Regions from separate parts of the Anser cygnoides genome. Here region 1 is linked to region 2. A link is a contact called in public Hi-C data. All regions are on one chromosome and are shown on one strand. Each heading gives the region's core, a stretch centred on a gene start, on an enhancer-like site or on the middle of the called end of the contact. The rest is flanking DNA. Distances are from core to core; before and after follow the strand shown. Region 1 holds the start of LOC106044877 (carnitine O-palmitoyltransferase 1, liver isoform). Region 2 holds the start of CCND1 (cyclin D1).

Region 1 (2,949 bases), core at 365-2,864, 580 kb after region 2:
CCTCATGTAATGCAATGCTTTTCATGTCCTTATGGAGGTTAGCTGCAGGGGGCTTAGAATCATGACAAGTTTATCTAGGTGTTCTCTAATTCATGAGAAGAAAATAAACAACACCTGTTCCCAGCTGACTGATTCCTTCCTGATTACCGTGTAGATGAACATGTTGGCTGGGGACAAAGATATGAGGAAACTCCTGGTAGAATGAGAGAAAGCAGATTTACGTATGTGTAAACGTGTGTTTTTTGCTTGTTTAATATTTCAAAGGTAAAAAGCACCTGGACGAAAAAACAATCATCAACAAAAAACATCAAGGCATTTTAGGTTGTCTTTGTGCATAATGATAAATATGCAGATGATTTTTTATTTTTAATCTTCTTGTAGAACACATACACCAAAGAGACAAAAGTTATTAATTACCTTCTTCTAACTCTTCAAGTTACATTATATATTTTTTAGCCATACCTGTTATGGCTAAATACATGTAAACATGGATGCTGCTGAACTTTGGGGCATAGTTGGGTTTGTGGTGATTTACTTATTTTTTATTTTTTTTCCCCTCCTCTTGCTAATACTAGTAGATCTAAATCTCCTCTCCTTGTTTTCTTCTGGGATTTATGCTTCTTCTTGGGGTAGTAACATCTTAAAATCACATCATTAGGCATGGAACACTGGAGGTAAAAATTCTGACCAGTAGTGTTTCGTTTTATTGACGTTGCATGATCTTAAGGATATGGGAGAGGCTCAGTGTGCAGTGTCCACGCTTCTGGATTTCATCATATGTTTGTGTGCTTTGGAGCCTTCAGGCACATCCTGGAAATTCCAGCTGGCAGGACTGTGGGGTTGGGTGGATCTGCCCACAAGGGAAAGAATATAAATCCCAAATTGTCCTAGTTCAGAACCTTCGTGTTGACACCACTGTAGTCTGACGTCATTTCAGAAAGGACAGAGCAGGCTTCCTGCACCTGTCATACTGAAATCAAACAGAGCATCTGAGATATTCAAGCTCTGACCTCTTGAAACCCAAAAGCGACTAGCCCATTGCAAGCATAAAATTCAATCATTTCAACTTTTGCATGCCATTCTGCACCGTGACTGACACTTTCATTTAGATTACTTCCATGATTTTGCATTTTCGGAAGACTGCAATTACTTTTGGGAAGCACTGAGCATACCTCCTTCAGCCCCCTGCATTTGGTGCGCCCTCGCAGGGAGCCCATCTTGGCACCACAGACAGGTCCCCCATGTGCTATGTTACCCCAATTTACACCCGTATCCCAACAACTCTACACCCCCACTGCCTCTCCTCACAATCCCTGGGGTTTTATCGCCCGGACACGGCCGCCTCCATGCCCCAGGAGCCCTGTGAGCCCCCTGACACCGCTCCCCACAACCCCAACCCACCCCAGCCCCAAGACCACCACCCCCCCATTCCCCCCCCCCCCCAGGCCGCCATAACACCTCCCTTCACATCCCGCCCCCCGGGCGCTGCCCGCCAATCACACCCCAGCACCCCCCACCGCCGGCCTATCAGCTCCCGCCGCCCTTCCCGCCCCTCCGCCCTGCCGGCGAATCCCCGCCCCCTTCTCCACAGGCAGCCAATGGCGGGGCGGGCGGCAAGCGCGGCTCCGGCGGGGCGTGTGAGGGGAGCGGCCGCCGCCCTCCCTCGCTCCCTCCCTCCCTCGCCGCTTCCCCGCTTCGCCGCCGGTCTCCTGCGCTCGGCCGGCTCCGGGCCGCCCCTTGTGCAGCCGCTGAGCGGCGGCGGCCCTCAGCAGGTGGGTGGCGGCCGGCTGGGCCGGGGGAGCCTCTCGAAGCGGGGCTGAGCCGCCGGCGTGCCCTCTGAGGTGTTCCCGGTGTGGGTAGCGGGAGGCGGCTGAGGGGCGGTGGGGACGGGGTTGTGGTGAGGGGGACACCGCGGCCCCGTGGGGAGCCGGGGCTGGTCCCCCCTGTTTTGGGCTCCAGAGCCTCCCCCCCAGGCTTTTTATCCCCGGTGGGGTTGCGCGGTGCCAAGTTCTGTGCGCCACCGGGCTGTGCGCTAACCCGGCTGAAAGCTGTGAAACTTACACAGAAATACCGTAGTCACCGTAAAAAGTGCTTTTGAGGTGTAATTCCGCGCGCGTTTTGCTCACGGGGCCCGGGTTTGCCGGGTGGGCGTGCTGAATAGGCTCGTTGCGGAAGGGAGAGGTCAGGTCTAGCAGCAGCTTTTGGTCTCCGTTTGCTCGCCACGTTTTTACGCACCGCGAATGTTTTGTGCCGTGTCTTCAGTTTTCAATGGAAAAATCAGCATTAAGTGTGACTTTGGTTATTTATACTGGCTGTGGTACTGGTGGTGGGGCTGCAGCGTCGGGTGCCTTTTTTGGGGAAGGAAAAAGCGCAAAGTAGGATGGAGAGAAGCGGCCCGTTGCTCCTCTCACCTGGCAATTTATCAGCACTTGAAGGACGATCGTGTTGAAACTCTGCAGTGTAGAGGAAATTACTGTACAGGGGACTACTCATTTCCTTATCACGTGTGTAGGAGTGCAGCAGTGAGACTGGGAAAGATGTTTTGTGCTGGGTTTCTCAATTATATTTTCCTGTCTGCCCTCTTCAGTTTCTGGATCTATGCGCTCGTCTAACGTGGTCGTGTGTCCTCTGTCCAATGTGAATTGTACAGTAAGCACCGGGAATGTGTTCTTGATTCGTCAATACAACTAATCATTACCGAATTGTAATATTGCAGGTGATGTTGTAGGTGAGTGACGCGGCTCTCCGTTGATGCAGAAGTGTAACTACCTGCTCACACAGAAATAAGGCTCTGACAGAGCCGTGACCTGCTGCAAGAAGCAGCTGCGCTGGGAGCTCGGGGTCGTTTTGGGGTGTTACAGCCTCCTTCAGAGCATCCTCCTGCAAGAAAACGCTACTCCTACGTTAAAAAAAAAAAAAACCGTGACATCCAACAGCTGAGGCGTGTGA
Region 2 (2,773 bases), core at 90-2,589:
TTTTTCTCCTCCTCCCCAGCCCCTCGATGATTTTGCTGCGGGTCAGAAATTTAAAGGAGTTGGGGTCTCCCCCCCTCCTGCAAAGACGGTGCTTCGCCCTTCCTTCCTTCCTTCACGCCTCCCCTTTCACTTTCAAGGTTTTACCCTCCCGAAGGGGCACGGGGGTGGCAGGGGACACGGTGATAGCCGACTCAGCCGCGGCGAGTGGCAGCGCACGCCGGGCAGGCCGCGCTCAGCACCCCACCCCCACCGCACACAGCCACCCAGAAGAAAATATCCCAGCAGAGCAGCAAAATGGTGGCCAGGGCTTCCCCCGGCACCTACGGGGAGATGAGCCGGGGGGGGGGGGGTGCCAGCAGCCACCCGTGCCCACCAGGGCCGCCGTGCCGTGCTGCGCCGTGCCATGCGGCGAGGACAGCCTGTCCACGCGTGACGTGCGGCCGCACGGCCCCGCCGTAAATAACTCCCGGCCCCCAGCCCCGCCGGGCTGCCTGTACCTGAGAACGCCTCGCTTTGCTTTGTTTCTGGTAAAAAGCCTCCTTTAAACTACTCCTCGCTTTTCCACGGGCTGATAGGGGAGCTCGGGGCCCACTGGAAAATACCAGAGGCGAAGCCAACCCGGCTGCTCCGCGGGAGAAACGGCTGGGCCCAAAGCAGAGCAGGAAGGCCATGAACAACGGGGGCTCACGCTGCCTTGCGTGGGCCCACCCTGAGCACAGACATCAGCTCCGGGCTGATCCCACCTTGGGGGCACCCACCCGCGGCACGGCGCTCGCCGAAGCGTTGCCGGCGGGCTTTGCGGCGGCGCCGGGGGTCTCACGGCTGCAGCACGCACGCTGCGGGGCCGCGCAGCATCTCCAGTGCATGACCTCGGGGGAAGCGGTGCCAAGGCTCACAGGGCATGTTGGTGCACGGCTGCGTGCTTACGTAACCTCTCTGCACGGAGTATCTGCCCGCCGTCCTAGCTCAGTGCTGTGCGTGACCGCTCGTCTCCATTTTGTCTTCGCCCGCGTGCGAGGCCCACGGAGCTCAGTTCCCCTCGCGCTCGGCAGCCTGTGGGGCCGACCCGGGGGGTTTCTCGGCCGCTCCCCATGCCTGCCCCCGCGCCTGGCTGTTGGCTGCGTACGCGGGACACGCAGCTCTGCTCTCGCAGCGTACGGAGGCCGGGGAGGTTTCGATTTTTAATAAAGCAGCACGTGGTGACCCTGCAGTCGCAGGCCTGAACTCAGCCTGCCCACGACGCACAACTCGGGGATCCCGTTTAGTCAACTCAGGGAGCCCATTTAAGCTCCCAACGCCTCCGGAGCGAGCGGCTGGCTGGGGGCGCCGGCAGGAGCCGCCTCCGGGGAGCGCTCCCGCTGCCTGCCCCCCGCAGCAGCCCGGAGGTGCCCGCAGCCCCGGCCCCGCTGCGGGTGGGTGCCGAGCCCCCCCCGGCCACCCCTCAGGAGCCGGCGCTCCGCTCACACGCGGGGCCGGGGCCGGGGCCGGCGGGAGCGGCGTTGGCGCGGGGCCCGGGGGAGCCCCCGGCGCGGCGCGGGGCGGCGCGGCCGCAGGAAGCGCCCATTAGCACGGGCCAATGGCGGCGCCGGGCTGTTACCGGGCGGGCCGGGCAGATCTCGCCGCCCGGTCCCGCCGACACAAAGGGGACCGGCCCGGGGGGCGAGCGCCGCACGCGCCGCCGCTGGGCTCCCCGCGGGGCTCCGCGGCCCCCGGGCCCTTCCCCGCCCGGGGCCGCCCCGCACCTGCCCGGCCGGGTCCCGCCCCGCCGCTACCTGCCCGCCGGGCGGGGGGGGCGGCGCCCTAACGGCCTCTTAACGGCCTCCTAACGGCCCTCAACGGCCGCCCACGGCCAGGGGCCGGTCCGTCGGACCGAGCCCGGGGCTGTCAGTCAGTCAGTCGGTCAGTCAGTCAGCGCCCTGCCCCGCTGGTAGCGCGCTGGGGCTGCCGGCGGCGCTCGCTCCCTTCCCTCCCGCCCCGGTGCCGGTGCCGGTGCCGGTGCCGGTCCCGCTCCCGGTGCCGGTGCCGCCGCCCCGCCCCGCTCCTCCCCGGCCCCGCCCCGCCCCTCTCCGGCACTTTCTCATGACGTCACCCCGCCCCGCGCGCCGCCGCCGCCTCTGACAAAGGGAAGCCGCGGGCGCGCGCATTCCTGGCGTGCCGCCGGGCCGCGGGCACGCGCCTCCCGCCCCTCTCCCCCGGGCTGTCGGGAGCGCGCCTCCCTGCCCGCGCACCTGCCGGCGGGGTGCCACGGGCCGCTGGCCGTGGGGGCCGGGCGCTCGGCCCCGCAGCCCCCCGCCCTGCCCCGCCCCGCCCCGCCCCGCCCTGCCGCCCCCGCCCCGGCAGCGCACCGGCCCCGCGGCGACGTGCGGGTTCTCGCTCACCCGGCTTGGGCACAGGGGGAGAGGGGCCTCTGTCAGCACCTGGTGCCCGGCGAACGCGGGCTGGATGCTCTCGGCTTTGTGTTGACTGCAGGAGCGGTCCCATCGCTGGGGAGCCCGTCTGCCTGTGTGGGAGTGCCTTGGAGCAGGCTGTTGGATGTAGGTGGGGTGGCCGCGGGGACCCGCAGAGCGTGCCTCTTACCGCTCCGCGTCCTCTGTCAGAGGCTGAGAAGCGAGGCTGAGGAGCGAAGGACGCCTGCTTCGCCAGGAAGCGGTGCGCCGGGCGCTAGGAGTGACTAAGGACAGGATTTGGGATATCCCGCCGACAGAGCTGCGGTTAGGGCAGCAGTGACAGGAGATCCTCTTTAGCACCTGGAGGCCCACGAGCAGCTCCTGCT

The links. A called contact is a pair of places that touch in the nucleus more often than the background predicts.
Region 1: a Hi-C map of liver shows a contact between it and region 2, with 2.9 times the contacts expected there. The contact joins the promoter of LOC106044877 here to the promoter of CCND1 in region 2. A contact is called at or near these places in 2 of 7 Hi-C or Micro-C datasets (both in liver).

Annotation. Positions count from the first base shown.
Region 1 is chr5:19,444,649-19,447,597 of Taihu_goose_T2T_genome, forward strand. LOC106044877 (carnitine O-palmitoyltransferase 1, liver isoform) reads left to right here and starts at 1,615. Exons shown (of 24, transcript XM_048058718.2): 1 at 1,615-1,772.
Region 2 is chr5:18,864,722-18,867,494 of Taihu_goose_T2T_genome, forward strand. It overlaps CCND1 (cyclin D1), which reads right to left and starts at 1,340. Exons shown (of 6, transcript XM_048058807.2): 1 at 1-1,340.